3 separate regions of the Mus musculus genome follow, and regions 1 and 3 are each linked to region 2. Evidence: chromatin contacts called from public Hi-C and promoter capture Hi-C data. All regions are on one chromosome and are shown on one strand. The core of a region is the stretch at or near the end of the contact, and the rest is flanking DNA. Distances in the headings are between cores, read along the strand shown.

Region 1 (3,883 bases), core at 380-2,879, 270 kb before region 2:
CTTCCACATGACCAATTTAAACAAGAACAGAGCAAACACTGGGCCAGCACCTGCTCACGAACAGATGCATACTAAGATAGAAGGGGCCCTTGAAAATTCCTTCTTCATCATGCCCATGGGTGTGTGTGTACCTCTCTTTAACCACTTTTAGTTGTCATTTAAATATTTTGTTGATTTTGCTTACTTAGCCATTTTTGTTGTTGTTATTTTGAGGCAAGACCATCTAATATACCGGTATAACCCAGTAAGGCTCTGTAGCCAACAATGAACGAGAGCTTCTGGTTCTCCCACCTCGACCTGTGGGTGCTGGGATTGCAGTGCTGTGCCTTCTTGCCAGGTTTACCCTGTGCTGGGGATAGCACCCAGTACTACTCCAAGCAAGCACTCTACCAACGGAGCCACACCCTCTAGCCCAAGTGTATGAAGCTTGTCTCAATGTCAGAATACTAATGGCTTCTCCTGAGAGTTCTTTCCCCCATCACTGCCTGAGAGTTCTGTTGATTCTCCTGCCTCCTTTGCTGGAACCTCCATATGCAGCTAAAAACCAAGAAAAATTAAAAATATTGGAAACTTCGTAGAAGAGTGCTTGCCAAGTTTGAGTTCCCACACTGCCACAAGAAAAGACAGAAGACATTCTAAAAGAACATTAGGGGATGTGGGTGTAACACTGCGGACTTTATTATTAGGAGCCTCTCCCCTTGTCTTATGATGCCCTTTTAATTTAGCAGCGGAATTGAAGGACCAGCTTCAGGCAAACAGCATCACTATAACAGGCTTCTTCCGGTCCAGTCCAGTCCAGTCCAGTCCTATCTCCTTCCCACCAAGTCCTAGATCATTTGGAGCTACCCTTTTCTTCACTTCTGAGTTCGAGGCCAGCCTGGTCTAGAGTGAGTTCCAGGACAGCCAGGGCTATACAAGAAACCCTGTCTCAAAAAAAACCAAAAGCAAACAAACAAACAAACACCCACAGGGAACTTTGAGCAAAGGGAAATGTGGAGGGCTGCTCACCTGGGGGCAGGAAGAGCGTGGCGCGCACCCGGCCCTCTCGTACGGGCACGCGCCGCACCCCGGGAGCCAAGAAGTGACGCTCGTGCACCGCCTGCGCCAGCCGCTGCCCGCCATCGGGCTCGTGTCCGTCCAGCACCTCCAGCTCCACCAAGAAGGGCGTCTGCACGTCGCGCTTGATCAGGCGCCAGAGAGGCCGTTCGGGCTCCATGGCCCAGAGCAGCCCCATGGGCTCGAGCCCCGAGAAGCTGCCGCCCAGCGCGGGCGCGCGCGCCAGGTTCAGCTCGCCGCCAGCGTCGGCGCGGTAGCGCGCGTGGGCTCGGAAGAGCGCGCCCTTCTCGTCGCGCAAGGCAGAGCGCAGCGTGACGGGCTGCTCGGGGGCCAGGCCGCGCACGGCGATGCTCAGCGGCTCGTCCCAGCAGCTGCGGCCCTCGGGCTCTACGCTCAGCGTCGCATTTGTCCGCGCCCAAGTGGTCCGGCCACCAGTGCTGAGCGGCGGAGGTACAAACAGCCGCGCCCAGCTCTTCCAATCCTGTTGGCACAACCTGCTTGCTCTCAGGACAGCGAAAGACGAGGCCACCATTTTGCGTCGTTGACTTCAGCCCTCGGTTCCGCAGAGAAAGTTAAGAGATCCTCTAGTGGCCAGCTGCCTGCCTGCAGTCCTTAGACTGAGCTGTGTGCTTGCTGAGCTGGGAGGATCACAGAGCAAAGCAAGCAACAAAAGCAAAAGTAGTAGTGACGCTTTGACTAAGGCGTCTGTGCGTTAAGACTCCGTTATATCCGGAACCTAGCACTGTTTTTCAGGTGCTCTTTACCCCATGAAAAGTGGGCTGGACCAGGGCTCGCTCTTAAAAGCCTCTCACCCAATGAAACCTCCAGTCGCCAAATTCCTAAGGTTGCAGAGTCAAGAATGTGAGATTGCAATTGAGTTTCATCACGTCCTAGAGTAATAGACACTCGTTACTAATCTTAGGACTGTTCTTTCAAAAACGTGCATCATGATATTTTGTTTGTGTGCTGTTTGCGCGTGCTTAGTCTACACATTAATGTCCATGTCCAATGGCCTTAATGTCTCATGGGCTGTGTGACCCTTTACCTACATTCCACACTCGTGTAAAAATAGTCAAATGATGTCATAGTTTACATTGAGCTCGTCTTTTGACCCTCTAGGCAAACACTTTTTCCTACTCATCCCGGATTTTACACATTTCCCAAGTGTTATATAAGCTATTGCTTCCAATCAGTGATTTTTTTTTCTTCCAAGGCCTTAAACCTTACAAGGATTATTGCACATCTTTATTATTACAGAAACCTGAGACTATATAAGTTGTATTTGTCTCTGTTCCTAAGAAGACAACTGTGTTAGATTTTGTTTACTTGACCCAAACTAGAAACACCTTGGAATAGGCAGGGATCCTCACTTGGGGCAATGCCTGTATCATATTGGCCTATGTGTCACTGATGGTTTGTGTGGGAGGACCTAGCCCACTGCGGGAGGTTCCACGCTGGGCAGGTCAGCTAGATTTTATTAGAAAGCTGGGGGTGGGGATGGGGCCTGGAGAATTAGCTCAGAGGTTAAAAGTACAGGCTGTTCTTCCGAAGGACTTGAACTCATTTCCCTCAGCCATAAGGGAGCTCACAGCATTCTGCAAGTTCAACTCTAGGGATCAGAGACATACAAACGGTGTGTGTGTGTGTGTGTGTGTGTGTGTGTGTGTAGGGAAACAAGTCATTGCTCCCCTGTGGTTCACGCCCCCTGCTTGAGTTGCTGTTTGACTTTCCTCAGGAAATGAATGCCAAATACACCTTTTCCTCCGCTAGCTGTTTTTGGTCGGAGTTTTATCACACTTATAGAAAAAGCAGGCTAGGGTATCTACCTTGAAGATCTTGCCCAGGCAAAACTTTTCACCGAGTTTCAAATGACCTCGCACCGCACTGGTCATGGAACTTGGAAATAACTGTTTTTGTATTGCTACTATGGATTCTTCAACCTTATTTTGTGCATCCAGTCCCAGGAACCAAAAAAAGTAAATAATAATAATAGCTTATTTTTAATCCTAATAAGAACCCTATTTGGTGAACAATTAGAACCAGAGAGCCTGATTTGCTAAGGCACACACAGCTAGGCAACTGGAAATGCTGGATTCTACACCTTAGGGCACCATTCCCTGCCTATAAGGACCTTTAAATTCTTTAAGTGCCTCTCATGCAATGATGTCCTATATTGAGAAGAGAATTTAGAAAATGCACTCAAATACCTCCCCTCCACACCCAGCAATCTGTTAAAAAAAAGAAAAAAAAAAAAAAGACTATCATTCTGGTCTAAGACTACCTGTTAAAGGCAGTGCCCGGGAATGAGTTGTTGCAGCAGTGCTTGTAACACTCCAAGGTCCCTAACCATGTTTACTATGACATGCTGGGCAGCCAGACTATATGATTAAAATGAAGTATTAAAACTACAATAAAAAGCCAGGTACACTGGCTCATATCTGTAGTCCCAGCAGAGGCAGGAGAATCACTGCAAGTTCAAGGTCAGCCTGGGCTCCACAGCGAGCGCCAGGACAGCCAGGAGTACTTAGACAGCCCTTGTCTTTTAAAAATAATAATACCTCTAATCCCAGCACTTGGGAGGCAGAGGCAGGCAGATTTCTGAGTTTGAGGACAGCCTGGTCTACAGAGTGAGTTCTAGGACAGCCAGGGCTACACAGAGAAACCCTGTCTTGAAAAACCAGAAGAAGAAGAAGAAGAAGAAGAAGAAGAAGAAGAAGAAGAAGAAGAAGAAGAAGAAGAAGAAATAAGAGAAAAAGAATTTTAATTTATTTTGTTATGAAAGCTTATTAACTCAAAAGGATTGGTTTTTTTAAAAAAATGTGTATCT
Region 2 (3,940 bases), core at 801-3,300:
ATCTTTAAAACAGACAAATATAAATTCTAGAAATGAAAACTATAACTACTAGATTTCAAGTAACAGTATTAACAAACCGTAGAAGATGCAAGGAAGTTGAAAATATACCTTAAGTACGGAAAGAGGGTGATGGGAGGGAGCATTAGCACTTTCATTAAAAGGACGAGGCATGGCTGAGTATTGCCTTTAATCCATGAGTCTGAGGCTAGCTTGGTCTACACATTGAGCTCTAGGACAGCCAGAATATGCAATGAGGTTCTATCTCAAAACAAACAACAATTAAAAAAGCCCCAAGACACTGGGGTACCTTTGTTTTTGTGGCACGTGAAATCAAGCTAAAGAAGTAGAAAGGCTAGCCTGGGGATGACTGGCCTAGAGGAACTTGGGAAAGGAAGTGACCAGTAAGAAAGAAGACAATGGATGAACAGGAGCAACATCAAAGCCAGCAAAGCAGGCCCCTGCACCCAGGCAGCAGATGTGCAGCTTGGTCTTCATGTGGGTACCCCAAAAACTGGAGCAGGAGATGTCCCCAAAGCTGTTGCCTATCTGTGAAATATGTTCCCTTCACTGGGCTGCACTGTCTGGCCTCAGTGGGAGAGGTTGCACCTAGACCTCAAAGACGTGATGTGATAGGGTGGGGGGAGACCCAATGGGGGCCTCCACCCTCTCAGAGGAGAAGGGGGAAGGGGACTGTGTGAGGGGAGGGCAGCAATTAGACTGTAAAATGAATTAAATAAATAAGTAAATAAAGTTTAAAAAAAAGTTAGCAAAGCAGACCTATTGAAGATAAGGGGATGGAGGATATGTGTTTGTAGATATCAAAGTAGAATTAATAAATCAACCAACAAACCATGGGTCCAATAAGCAATGACTTCTAGGCTGAAAGCACTGAATCAAAGTTGTCTTCAGGACAGCAAGATAGCTTTGTTGGTGAAGGCACTTGCTGGCAGGCGTGACAACTGAGGCAGGTCCTCTTGGATGACATTTATTTTCCTCTGATCTGAGACATTCCCTTTAGAAGCCTCAAACGAAATCAAAGGCCACATAGCTGAGGGAACAGAACCTCACAAGATTCCTGCGGCCCAGTCGGCAACAACATACAAAGGAGCAAACGACCGCTTGGGGTGGAGATTCTAGCAGCCCAAATGCAGAAAGGTAGCTGGGAGCTGCCCACAGCCATGCAGGGAGCTCCAGGGTGGCAGCTTTTTTTTTTTTTTTTTGGAGTGGCCCTCTCAGGGACAGAGCTGCTTTTGAATCATCCCTGCTCCTTGTAAGCAACCTCTCAGTGTAAGTATATCCTTGCCAGACAGTGTTAGCGCACGCCTTTAATCTCAGCACTCAGGAGGCAGAGGCAGGCAGATTTCTGAGTTCGAGGCCAGCCTGGTCTACAGAGTGAGTTCGAGGACAGCCAGGGCTACACAGAGAAACCCTGTCTCAAAAAAGAAAAAAAGAAAAGAAAAAAGTCTGTCCTTTGCCTCACTGGCTCGCTCGTCAGACCCCGGCTCAGTTGTTTTTACTTTGCTACTGAGTGCTACGCTCATCTTTTCTGGCGAGCAGATGTGTGCTGCAGGAAAAGTCTGTCACACAACATGGAAGGAGAGAAATGACTCCTGCAAACTCACCTCTGACTTCTACATATGAAGCATGGAACATACATGTCCACATGACATACACTATATAAACTTAATTTTAAAAAAATTTAAGGTTAGATCTGAGGGTACAAAATTAATCCAGAGAGTAAGTGATTTTGTTTCAAAGGTTTTTTTTTTTCCTTATGTGTATGCATGGTTTCCCTGTGCATGTGTGTATATGTATGCAGTAAGTGCCATTTGTGCCTGCCACCCCAGGAGCCAAAAGAGGTTGTTGTTGGATCCCCTGGAAACAGAGTGAGGAACGAATATGAGCCAAGACGTGGGAGTAGGAAACTAAATTCATCGGTTTCATGTCCTCTGCAAGAGCAGCCAGTGCTCCTACGGATAAACCATTTCTCCAGCCCTAATCAGGGCTCTCTGAGAAACAAAGGAGGGGAAAGCCTCCAGAGTCTGGGACTGGGTTGTGAGCCTGAGGGGAACTGCAGAGGAGGAAAGGAACCAAGGTCAGAACGCACACTAACAAGCCAATGGCGAGAGGATCCAGAAAAACCAAGTTTGCAAAGGCAGCGGATAGAACTAGGGAAGTATTGCCAAGCAGATAAACAGATTCCATGGGGGCGCCAAGGACCATGGCCTTTAGGAAAGAAGGACTAGGTTTGAGAGGAATTTTACATAATGCCTGTCAGTCAATCAAGGCCAAATTCTGAACGCGAATTCCCAAACTGATTCATTAGTCTCTGACCCACAGCAACTGTGACCCTGCCCCCACGCCTCATCTGGACAGCTGGGAAAGTAGGAGGTGTGCGCATGCACTGCTCGTGAGATGCCAAATGAAACACGGAGTACGCACATAGTCCATACAGTTGGCTTATTGTCATCAACAGATCAGTGCAGGAAAAACTGAAAACAGAGGCAAGGAGAGGTAGTTTACAGATGGTGGCCTCTTTCTCCATATGGAATGTAAAAGTACACAGAAACTAAGTAACTTCCCAAGATTACTAGGAAAAAAAACTCTCAGGAAATTCAATGCTGAGTCCACACCTCTGTATGTAGTACACAGGCAACTTTGAAAAATGAAAGGCAGGAAATCTGGAAGTGGGGGAGAATAAACGTGGAAGAAGGCAGAATTCTACCCCCAATAAAATCGTAAAAGGAGGCAAAAGAACAAGCCTGGTCCCTAATCAGCTGAGGTCCAGGATGTGTCCACTAAGGCCAAGAAAGGGACCAGGAGGTAAAGACTGGCAAGCAGACAGACACAGGTGCAGTGAGACGTGCGGAGAAAACCGCTGCACAACACGCTATTTGTCAGGTGGTGGCGGCGCAGATCTTTAATCTCAACGCTGGGGAGGCAGAGGCAGGTGAATCTTTTGAGTTTGAGACCAGCCTGGTCTACAGAGTGAGTTTGAGGCCAGCCAGGGCTACACAGAGAAACCCTGTCTCAAAAAACAAAACAAAACAAAACAAAACAAACCCCAAAGAAAAATCTAGGAGAAAATAATGTAGACAGAGAGTAAACTTCAATACGGAGAGTTAACATTTACTGTTCCTACTACTGAGGACGACCTGAAGATTCCATGACCAGTATTGATTTGTTGATTTTCTGAGGTTTGAGTATGAAGCATGTGCTGGGTGGCTGAGGTCCAGGACGCAGTTGCTTACTGAGGGAGGGAGGGAGGGAGGGAGGGAGGGGAGGAGGAGGGGGAAGGAGGGGGGAGAAGAGAGGGAGAAGAGAGGGGAGGAGAGGGAGAGAGGGGGACAGGCTGGGAGGCTGGGCCTGCATCTCTGCTGCAACTTCTCCCTGTGCCCATTGACCAAGGTAAGAAGCAGGGCTGCTCTGAGAGACTAAGCAAATGATGCTGGTTCTCAAGTGAGGGGCCAGTCACTACTGCGTTCAGTAGCAGCATCTGAAGGTGGCTTATGGGGCACTTAAATTCTATAGCACTATTTGTTAAGGACAATATATACAAAAGTCTTTGGAATGCCATAGGCACACTATAAATCAAAATACTGAAAACATGTGACCTTACATGAAAACACCTGTTTTCCATGTATGTCTTCTGGTACTTTCAACATGCTTCAGAATAAAAGGAAAAATAACTTAGATCCAAAATATAAGACACTTCCTCTTTGCTAGACCAAGTCAAGACAAGGAGGCTGTGAAGGGGCTCAGAACGTGACGCTTACAAGCTTGGAGATTTGATATCCAAAACCCAAGCAAAGATGGAAGGAAAAGATGCATTCCACAAAGTGGTCCTACCAACTGCACACGCACACTCTGACATGCACAGGCCTGCATACACATCTCCCCCGCCCCCAACTCTCCCACCCTTCCCCTCCCACACACACAA
Region 3 (3,593 bases), core at 859-3,358, 430 kb before region 2:
TTCTAAATCACTTCTATAACGCGTGCCTTCACAGCTCAGCCCCAAAGTGCCACTTAGGTTTCCCAAGGTTCTTTTCTATTTAAACCATATCTGGCTCAGGCCCCTTGGTGGACAGGTGATAGCAGCCACATGAGATCCTTCAGCCACATGAGACTCCTCTGCTCAGTGGTACCAACTAATCCTTAGAAATCTTAATTAAAAACAGCAAAAAAGCAAGAACTTTTCTAAGTTCACAGAGACCAGATGACTATAGCCGGGGTGGGGGTGGGGGGATAAAGATGGTACCTTTAGGTAGTGATCCCACCAGACACTGTTTTAGAGGGGCCCATGCTCCAGCGCGCCCGTGTGGAAACTGAACTAGTTCAAAGCGGAGATGCACGTGCGGCCGGAGGCTGGCGCAGGCGCGTCCTTACTGGTGCTTTCTCGTACGAACACACTGGGCTTGGCTTTTGTTGTTCTTTCTATTCAGAGCTCCCTGTTTGACAATAACGTCCCTATACAGTGTCACCCTGCCTGTCCCCCAGCTTCCACCTGCATTCAGAGAAGGCCATGACACTGACCGTGCCTGTGTTCTGGGCCATCTCTGAGGTCTCTTGCCCTCACTGCTGTCCTCCAAGCCTTCAGCAGCCCCCTTAGAGCTAAAGTACCCACCCACCCACCGTCCTTGCCGCCCCACCTCCCACCCCGGCACAGAGGCCCTGTGCTCATGATGTCTAAAGGGATTGCCTATATTTAACTGCCTCAGTCACCCAACCTCTTTCTTCTCATGTGCCAGATGTTAAAGACAGAGGAGGAAGAGTGCAATAGTACTCAAGCCTCAGCTGTTGAAATGTTTTTATTGGGGCTCACTGTTCTGGGTTATTATTTATTACTAGACTGGCAAAGCCTAACCCCTTAGGTTTTTACAGGAAGTATGCATATTTTTATATAAAAACAGTTGTGTCTAACCCACATTTGGCTGTGTTTGTTGCCTCAAAAAAAAAAAAATTGCAGCTGTTAGAACTTTTCCTCATTTGTCTCTTACGTTAAAGGCCTTGCTGGAGAGGATGGAGCACAGAACAGCCTTGACAGTCTGTAATTAGTGTACAAATATTTTAATAGCATAAAGTAAGTATATTCCTTTTATTTTGAAACAAAATGGTCAGACACTGCCTTTCATGTGTTTGTTGCCTGTGGCACTCTTTTTAAAAAAGACTGTTACATATTAAAATAGTGTACATATATATATATATATAAATATAAATATTACCTCTTTGTGTACAGTTGTGATAGACCAGACTGAAAATTTTATTTTTTGTGTGCTTTTTATAAAAAAAAAATTAATACACTAAAGAGAATCTTGCTGTGATTGTAATGTACCTATGTAACTTATTTACTTTTGAATGTTCTGTATCTTAAGACCTTTTATTAAATAAGGTTTTAAAAAAAATTCATTGTTGAATACCACATTCTTATAGGGGTGTTTTTGCCGTCTGGGACTGATAGGCCTTGTTTTGCTTGAAGAGAACTTACCCGCCTTTTCGGGGCCATAAACATTCTGTTTTGCTATCTTGTATACTCAGTAAGGATAAGAAGGCAATATGTTTGCAGTTTGCCTGGCTACAAAGGTAAGTAGTCACGGGGTTTTGTGTACACACACACACACACACACACACACACACACACACACACTTTAAACAAGAAAGCCAAGTCAGACACTCACAGGAACCAGTAGATGGAATTCTCTTTCCTAGTTTTGTGGGGAGGAACCAAGTAGTTGCAGAGTGGGATCAGGTGGTTCCCGGAAGTCAGAGTTAAAGACTGAATTCATAGAATGGATGAGCAATATGAGATAAGTCCGTCGTGGTAGATGCGTATCAATAAAGCCAGCTTAAATCCACGGCAAAATTAAATAAAGCATGCGTAGCAATAGCTAAGAAAGAATCAGGGAAGGCGGGGGGGGGGGTGTAAAAAGAAATGCGCCGTCATAGAATAGACTCCTCAAACCCCTTCTTGGCACCATAGCAACCGCCAGATCCTCTGGAGCCCGCGTATCTCGCGTCGTCATGGACACAGTTGTCACGGTGACACTGGGGGAGACAAGCGGACCGGTTCCGCCCTCCACTGCAGCTGCACGCCGGCCGTTGCGGGAGCGCGCGGACATAAGCGCTAGGCAGAGCTGCCTCCAGCCGAGTTTCTCCCCCATCCCGTGCTTCCTGCCGCTTGGGTTCCCGGTGCTCGGAGTGCCGCCTCTCCCCACGTAGCCAAGCCACGGCCTCGCGTGACCCTCAGCCCGCCGGCGTGCCGGGGAGAGGTGGGAGGAGCTGCCACGCCCCGCGACCGCACCCAGCCATCTCCCGCCCGGAGTCATCAGTCTTGAGCCCACCTTGCTCCCTCTCTTTAAGCGGTGACGCCAGACACAGCTGCAGCCAGTTCAGCCCTCCCTGCCCGGACCAAAGGGGGCGACATTCGAGTGATAGGCGGAGTGTCCCGTGGCTCCCGACCCTGACTTGGGACCCGGAAGGGACAAGAAGGAACTCTGGTGTCTTTTGGTAATTGTGGTTGCCTGAAGCTTGTCGCCCCCTGGCCTACCGGGGGAGGAGAGCATGTTGTATTGTCCTAGGCCCTATAGCCTCGTGAGCCAGTCCAAGCAGTGTCTGTAGAACTGGCACTTTTAATAGTTGGGTGAAATGGCTATGACACTATTGGAAGACTGGTGCAGGGGAATGGATGTGAACTCTCAGAGAGCTCTGTTGGTCTGGGGGATCCCTGTGAACTGTGATGAGACCGAAATTGAAGAGACCCTCCAAGCTGCGATGCCCCAGGTATCCTATCGAGTGCTGGGGAGAATGTTCTGGAGGGAAGAAAATGCTAAAGCAGCCTTGTTAGAGCTCACTGGGGCAGTGGATTACTCCCTGATACCCAGGGAGATGCCAGGCAAAGGAGGGCTCTGGAAAGTGGTGTTTAAACCCCCCACTTCCGACGCAGTTTTTTTGGAAAGGCTGCACCTCTTTCTAGCTAGGGAAGGGTGGACCGTGCAAGATGTTGCTCGTGTGCTTGGGTTTCAGAACCCTGCTCCAGCTCCAGGCCCGGAAATGCCAGCAGAGATGCTCAACTATATTTTGGATAATGTTATTCAACCTCTTGTTGAGTCCATATGGTATAAGAAGCTGACGTTATTCTCCGGGAAGGACATTCCCGGGCCTGGCGAGGAAACCTTTGATTCCTGGCTGGAGCACTCAAATGAAATCATAGAGGAATGGCAGGTGTCGGATATAGAAAAGAGACGGCGGTTGATGGAGAGTTTGAGAGGCCCCGCTGCTGACGTCATCCGCATCCTCAAGACCAACAACGCCGCCATAACGACCGCAGAATGCCTGAAGGCTCTTGAGCAGGTCTTTGGGAGTGTGGAGAGCTCTAGAGATGCACAGGTCAGATTTCTGAACACTTACCAGAACCCAGGAGAAAAGTTATCTTCGTATGTTATCCGTCTGGAGCCTCTGCTGCAAAAGGTAGTAGACAAGGGGGTCATTGATAAAGATAACGTGAACCAGGCTCGCTTGGAGCAGGTCATCGCTGGGGCTAACCACAGTGGGGCCCTCCGAAGGCAGTTG

Evidence for each region. Promoter capture Hi-C pulls out the DNA fragments that hold promoters and counts their contacts. Hi-C and Micro-C count contacts between places; a contact is called where the count stands out from the background.
Region 1: a contact with region 2 is called in a promoter capture Hi-C map of hippocampal neurons, with 3 times the contacts expected there. The contact joins the promoter of Acot2 here to the enhancer-like site in region 2. A contact is called at or near these places in 5 of 39 promoter capture datasets (the 3T3-L1 cell line, the C10 cell line, HPC-7-derived erythroid cells and 1 more), 1 of 15 datasets of contacts at CTCF or cohesin (large pre-B cells), 2 of 484 Hi-C or Micro-C datasets (the Ba/F3 cell line and bone marrow-derived macrophages), 2 of 115 datasets of contacts at active chromatin or transcription factors (T-cell acute lymphoblastic leukemia and bone marrow-derived macrophages) and 1 of 9 other capture datasets (pancreatic islet).
Region 3: a contact with region 2 is called in a Hi-C map of cerebral cortex, with 7 times the contacts expected there. The contact joins the promoter of Pnma1 here to the enhancer-like site in region 2. A contact is called at or near these places in 8 of 39 promoter capture datasets (the C10 cell line, the HPC-7 cell line, cranial neural crest and 4 more), 1 of 15 datasets of contacts at CTCF or cohesin (pro-B cells), 8 of 484 Hi-C or Micro-C datasets (the HPC-7 cell line, LSK cells, cerebellar granule neurons and 5 more) and 3 of 9 other capture datasets (embryonic stem cells, liver and macrophages).

The regions. Positions count from the first base shown.
Region 1 is chr12:83,985,607-83,989,489 of GRCm38.p6, reverse strand. Acot2 (acyl-CoA thioesterase 2) reads right to left here and starts at 1,629. Exons shown (of 3, transcript NM_134188.3): 1 at 1,009-1,629. The coding sequence starts at 1,588.
Region 2 is chr12:83,714,956-83,718,895 of GRCm38.p6, reverse strand. The region is part of intron 5 of Psen1 (presenilin 1); the gene reads right to left. Among named protein-coding and RNA genes, the nearest start is that of Psen1, 29 kb to the right of the region's middle. Within about 2 kb of position 2,050, at least 13 of the 459 cell types and tissues checked have an H3K27ac peak or open chromatin away from gene starts, as enhancers often do. A contact at or near this core is called in cerebral cortex, cortical neurons and hippocampal neurons, where this site is marked.
Region 3 is chr12:84,147,004-84,150,596 of GRCm38.p6, reverse strand. It overlaps Pnma1 (paraneoplastic antigen MA1), which reads left to right and starts at 2,108. Exons shown (of 1, transcript NM_027438.3): 1 at 2,108-3,593. The coding sequence starts at 2,670. Mideas (mitotic deacetylase associated SANT domain protein) reads left to right here. Exons shown (of 13, transcript NM_001163501.1): 13 at 1-1,429.